Linked DNA regions of Ovis aries: region 1 is linked to region 2. Evidence: chromatin contacts called from public Hi-C data. All regions are on one chromosome and are shown on one strand. The core of a region is the stretch at or near the end of the contact, and the rest is flanking DNA. Distances in the headings are between cores, read along the strand shown.

What was found. Hi-C and Micro-C count contacts between places; a contact is called where the count stands out from the background.
Region 1: a Hi-C map of liver shows a contact between it and region 2, with 7 times the contacts expected there. The contact joins two enhancer-like sites. A contact is called at or near these places in 2 of 16 Hi-C or Micro-C datasets (liver and mixed tissues).

What each region holds. Positions count from the first base shown.
Region 1 is chr3:172,503,905-172,506,969 of ARS-UI_Ramb_v3.0, forward strand. No RefSeq gene overlaps it. Among named protein-coding and RNA genes, the nearest start is that of C3H12orf42, 120 kb to the right of the region's middle. Within about 2 kb of position 1,262, at least 1 of the 54 cell types and tissues checked has an H3K27ac peak or open chromatin away from gene starts, as enhancers often do. A contact at or near this core is called in liver, where this site is marked.
Region 2 is chr3:172,297,457-172,300,674 of ARS-UI_Ramb_v3.0, forward strand. The region is part of intron 1 of PAH (phenylalanine hydroxylase); the gene reads right to left. Among named protein-coding and RNA genes, the nearest start is that of ASCL1, 7.6 kb to the right of the region's middle. Within about 2 kb of position 1,830, at least 2 of the 54 cell types and tissues checked have an H3K27ac peak or open chromatin away from gene starts, as enhancers often do. A contact at or near this core is called in liver, where this site is marked.

The DNA.
Region 1 (3,065 bases), core at 12-2,511, 210 kb after region 2:
AATTCCAGGGGTTATTCACATGAGTGTGTTCCAAAGCAAGTTCTGCCAAATATTGGTTCTATGAGGTCTCATCAAGTAAAACCTTCCATAGTTAAATACATATTTAAAGGACTAGTACCATCTCTCTTGGAGATTCTGTATTCATGCTTAGTTGCTCAGCCATGTCCAACTGTTTGTGGCCCACCAACCTTCTCTGTCCATGACATTTTCTCATGTGCATCAATATATGAAAAGCTTGAAAAGATCATGAAGAAACTGACTTTGCTTCATCTCATTCAATGTTTCTACTATTTATTTTACTACAAACCTGTTGTTAATATTTTGGAACCAATGTTCTTAGGAAAGCACAGTAGAAATGGTGGGAGATGTAAAAAACAATAATAAATGATGCTACCAGCAGCAGTCACCATTATTTGTCCTAAATTCTCAGAAAAATATTTTAAACACTCTCTACATAGTCTTGTCCACAGTTAAGTTCTCCTTTTCCAAAATCACCCTCTGCTAAGTCACTTCAGTCGTGTCTGACTCTGGGTGACCCCATAGACGGCAGCCCACCAGGCTCCCCCGTCCCTGGGATTCACCTTACCTGGCTGCATAACTGAGGTCTTACAGACTCTGGGATTGTTACCTAGGTCCTGTCATAGAGATGACCTGTTTGTGAAAAACTTTCTGTGGTTATTAAAGACACATAGCTTGATTTTGATTTTTTTCATAAGAGAGTTATCTTCCTTAGAAAATAGATCATTCAACTCCATTCTATACCAATATGTTTTCTCCTCTCACTCCCTCTTTGTGTAGTAATCTACTCTAGAATCTGTTCCCACAGGTTTGAGGAAGGAAAAAAAAAAGCCCCCAGCCCCACCTTCCCCTTTGCCTTCCAATGCCCCCGAGCAGCTGGTAGGGTTTATTGCTCTTCCCCAACATTGGCTTCATTCTATACACAGAATAAGATTGATTATCCTCATTCAAAAACGTGAAGATCCAGCATGCGCCTTTGTCCTGTGTCCCCTGAGAGTGAACTGGCATCAGCAGCACGCCATAAAGAGGCAGCACTTTGGGGGCCGGGAGCTTGACAGCAACAGTATGGAGCAGGCGCACAGGGACCACGCCACCACCCCCTGTCCTTGTCAGCCTCTACCTTGAGCTGCTCCTTCACCAGAGAAAAGCATGGACAAAGGAGGCTGGTCCAGTTCTCCTGCGGAGACTGCTGGCAGTGCTGGCCAGGTGGAAGCTGTAGCCAGAGCTGAAATGGCCTTTCATCCAAAGGCACCGTCACTTACAATCCAGGGCTGCACTGATGTTGAGCAAGATGTGCTCTGTGTGTGCATATATTTACACACACATGTGCACACAATGCACACAGTGTCTGCCTGAGCGGCCCCCAAGGCAGGTTACACAAACCTGGCACACGACAAGGTTCTCACCAGGCCCTCATTTTTCATTTCACCAGTTGGGTTGAAATAAAAACTCAGAGCCCCCACAGTATTGAACCACCATTCCATAGCCAGCCAAGGTTTGGAACATAAAGAGAGCTGAACAAACCAGCGTGTAGGCAACCCCAGGGAAAGTAATTGTTCTTCTTAGCAGCCCGGCTGCTTCTCTGCTTAGCATCTGAACAAGTTAATTTGGAAACATGGCCTTCTGGAAAGAAATGGCACTCATCTCAGCATCCGATGGATTCATGGGGAGAAATGCCCTTTCGCCAGGTAGAAACAGTAAATTACATTTGAAATCCATTTCTATTGAAGGGGAAAAAAAAATGTTCACTTTCCCAGGAGCCACTCTTTTGGCCTGATGGCAAGATTTAGCCATGGCTGTCCAACTTCAGGGGTCACATTTTTGCTCACACCGGTGTCTGGCAACCAGGGGAAGAATTTTACTAATCAAACCAGGAGCAATTTAATTAAATACAAATTCACATAAAGACGTTTGCCCTTTGCTAATCTTGGGCTTCAAGGAACTAATCTCAGCAGCATCTAAATCAGATAAATCGGCTAAATTGACCCTGCTCTTTAGAAAGGGTGCTTCATCTAGATCCAATCAACAGCAGATTGAGGTGTGATGTGAGATGAGGGGAAGGAATCAGGCCGTCCACTGATTCTGGGATGGGAGTCGGACTTCAAGGAGCAAAAACACCTCTGTTTCATGTTAGCTTTGTTCCCCGCTGAACTCTGGGGCTGCTGAGATGTGGCGCCAGGACTGCCCTTTCTTCTGGGCAGAGGGAGGGATAGCAGTGGGCTCAGAGAGGAAGAGCTGGAGAAATATGATCTAGACATTGTGTATTTTTGTTCTGTCCACAGTTTTGCAAGCCTGCATTTGACATTCCATCCCCTATTAAGTAGGACCTGCTATGTTTCTGGCATTGAGCTAGATGTTTCCCAAATTATTTTTCATACTGTACACCTGAAAACTCAACTAAAAAGTAACATGGGATAGGTGTCCCTGGGAGTGAATCCTACCTCACAAGGATTAGCTGTGTGACTTGGGACAAGTCAGTTCAGCTCTCTGAACCCCAGTTCTCTCATCTGTAAGATCAAAAGAGTGATAGCGACAGTGAAAGACAACTGTGATAAACCTTAATAAAAACAAAAAACCACATCACACAGCTATCACTCTCATTCCCATTTTACAGATGGGAATGTGGCTCAGACAAGATGAACTGTCTCAGACCTCACTGCAAGTAAGTCATAGAGTTGGGGGATACAAATTTACGAAGCATACTGTCAAGAAATCAAGGAGTTGGGAAACAGAAATAAATGCTAGAAAGGAAAGTTTAAAAGTTATTAGAGAGACAATGGTATGGAAGCCTGGGGTTTGATAAGATTTCAGATTGTGAGCCTAACAGGAGAGAGAAGAAAAAAACAAAGATTAAGCCTTGGGGCCCATCTGTGCCTCAGGCCGGGAAAAAGAGGTAGGAATCCCCTTTCTCCTCCCTATCCTTGATATCGTGGGGCTGAGGAAGGCACCTGATTGCAGGTGAGTTACCTGATGGGCTTCAGATGACAAAGGAAGCCCAATGTGAGGGACACAGAAAACGGAAGGTGGTAGGGCAAACTCAGGGAGGA
Region 2 (3,218 bases), core at 580-3,079:
CTAGGAGAAGGTGAGCCTTTTGTCTAAGGGCACAGAGCTGGAAAGTTCCAGAACCTGGAGTCTCTGACTTCAAGTGACTTGCCTTTTCACTTCATTTGACACTTACTACAAGTGTTAGAGTACATCATGAGAAACGCTGGGCTGGAAGAAGCACAAGCTGGAATCAAGGTTGCTGGGAGAAATATCAATAACCTCAGATATGCAGATGACACCACCCTTATGGCAGAAAGTGAAGAGAAACTATAAAGTCTCTTGATGAAAATGAAAGAGGAGAGTGAAAAAGTTGGCTTAAAGCTCAACATTCAGAACACTAAGATCATGGCATCTGGTCCCATCACTTCATGGGAAATAAACGGGGAAACAGTGGAAACAGTGTCAAACTTTATTTTGGGGGGGCTCCAAAATCACTGCAGATAGTGATTGCAGCCATGAAATTAAAAGACGCTTATTCCTTGGAAGGAAAGTTATGACCAACCTAGACAGCATATTAAAAAGTAGAGATATTACTTTGCCAACAAAGGTCCGTCTAGTCAAGGCTATGGTTTTTGCAGTGGTCATGTATGGATGTGAGAGTTGGACTGTGAAAAAAGCTGGGCACGGAAGAATTGATGCTTTTGAACTGTGGTGTTGGAGAAGACTCTTGAGAGTCCTTTGGACTGCAAGGAGATCCAACCAGTCCATCCTAAAGGAGATCAGTCCTGGGTGTTCATTGAAGGGACTGATGCTGAAGCTGAAACTCCAATACTTTGGCCACCTCATGCGAAGAGGTGATATATTGGAAAAGACCCTGATGCTGGGAGGGATTGGGGGCAGGAGGAGAAGGGGACAACAGAGGATGAGATGGCTGGATGGCATCACCAACTCGATGCACATGAATTTGGGTACACTCCGGGAATTGGTGATGGACAGGGAGGCCTGGCATGCTGCAATTCATGGGGTCGCAAAGAGTGGGACATGACTGAGCGACTGAACTGAACTGAACACATGAACTGTCACACAGGAGAAGCTGGGAGTGATCATCTGGTTGGGGAAGAGGGCCTGCTTCTGTTTGCATCAACAAGTCAACTTTTTACCTAGGCTGTGTATTTATTTGCAGTAACCAAGAGGGTGACAAGGGGCAGGGGTTGGGGGGTAGAGTCCACACTAACAGTCCACGAGGGAAGAGGGCAGAGGGCTCTCCATTGTTTTCAAACTGTTTTTTGGACGTTCTTGTCTTTTGCTCTTCCTTTTTTGTCTGCCAAACTAGAAGGTTACTGAAGGCAGATAGTCTTATTTATCTCTGATTATGTTCAATAGTTATTTGACGAATCAGTGAGCATATCCACCTTGATCACTTTGGGATCAAAGCATTATTTTCTAACATCTGAGATGAGCAGAGCATCTCCTAGGGTGCCTGCATTTATTTAACAAATATATAAACAGTGTTCACTCAGTGCCTAGCACTGTTCTCGGCGTTTTACAAATACTAACTCATTTAATTTTATTTTTATTGCTCTGTGTTGAAGGTTCCATGACAATGAATAACCATGTATCAGAAATTACCTCTTCCCCTCCCTCCACCTCCTCCCCTCAAAGATTCTGCAAATGCTAGGGAAGAGGGTGGGGAGGGAGGAAATAATTTACTGTCCCACCGCAGGGGCTTACAGTTGCTCAAGCGGACCCTGGGCCCTGGCAGCCTCGGCTTTCTAGCTAACCTGGTGCGAGCAAACTTTTCACTTGGCCAGCTGAGCGGGCGTCCAGGGCTGCGCCCGAGGTGCCGACGGCTCGCAGCCACGGGCTGATTTATAGGCGGGAGCATTCCCAGACCGCGCCGCAAGGAGTCGGGCTGAGCTCGGACTTCGGGGAGGTGATGATGGACACCGGACACGTGGCCACACAATGGGGACACACGACTGACCTCAGTCACTTCGGCAAACTGCCTCTGCTTTCCGGAGACCGCAGGAGCGTTTCAGGAGCTCCAGCTCAAGGGCCCGGGGCGCCCGCGTTTCTCTCCCCAGCAGGTAGCGCCCCTCGCCCGCACTAGTGAACGCTGGGGCCCCCGGAGCTCTCAGAGGCCTCTGACCCTGAGTCTCAAAGTCCTTCCCTGAGGATGCGTGCCTGGGTGCTTTCCCTACTTGGCAAAGAAAGACACACGAACCGTCTCCGCTTGGGGGCTGAGTCTGGCCCGAACGCGCTGAGAGTGAACTTTCCTGGCAGGTCAGATAGAGACACTTAGGGATTTTGTCCTGTCACCAGGTGGCCGGGCCGGGTGAAAGACGAGGACGGGTCACAAGGGAGGTGTAGTGTGCGTGTTGCGTGTGTGGCAGGAGGTCAGGGGGGTGTGAGGAGAGGGAATCAGGGGAATATGGGTTTGGGGACGCCTGAATTTGAGAAGAGGCGATCAAGTTGGGCGGTTGGTGGGGGCGGGGGGGGGGGAATAACCGGGCTTTTTTTTTTCCTTTCCTGCGATATGCAAACTGTCACTTCGGGTTAGACTGAGCCCTTATCTGGCTCATTAGCATGAGCTGTGTCTAACGCGCTTAAACCCTCTAATTATTTATTATGCCGTCACGGAGCGGGTCGCCACCCCGGGGCGCACTTGCGGGGACGCAGGCGCAGCGCTCAGACTGGTTGCGCGCTGCCCGGGAGGACCCTTTTCGCGAGGGTCCCCGCGGGACGCTGCTCCAGGGGGCAGCTTTGCAGAGTTGTTGGGGGTGTATCAGAAGTGCCCTCTCCCCAGAACTTACCCTCAGGGAGGTAATTCAGCACTCAACTCTCGTCTGTACTCGCGCCACATCTCTATTGCTAACCGAAAGCAAGATTTTTGCAAAAATGGAAGGCAAACTAGGAGTAGGGGATTTGGGCGGAGTGGTGTGCCGGATGCATCCTTTAAAGCGACCTCGGGGAGGACCTAAAGGATGCAGGAGGCCTCCTTTCACCCCTTCCCCACTCCCCACCGAGTTCCAACAGAGTTCAGAAAGTTGGAGGGGGAGGGGGAGGACGCGCTGGGCTGACAGCCGGCCACTCCCGCCCAGGGTCCTATTCAGAAAACAGTTTCAAAATAAGTTAACCTCCGTCGGGTGTTTTTCCCCCTCCCTTTCTAATTGTCCCCCCTTCCCCCTCCCGCTCTGCATTCGCGTCTGTTTTCTGTTCCTCTGCGTTGTGCCAACTATTTTATCTTTATTCCTTCTCTTTCTCCCTGGCCATTCATTCATTCCTTTTTTTGTGTGTGTGGCTTC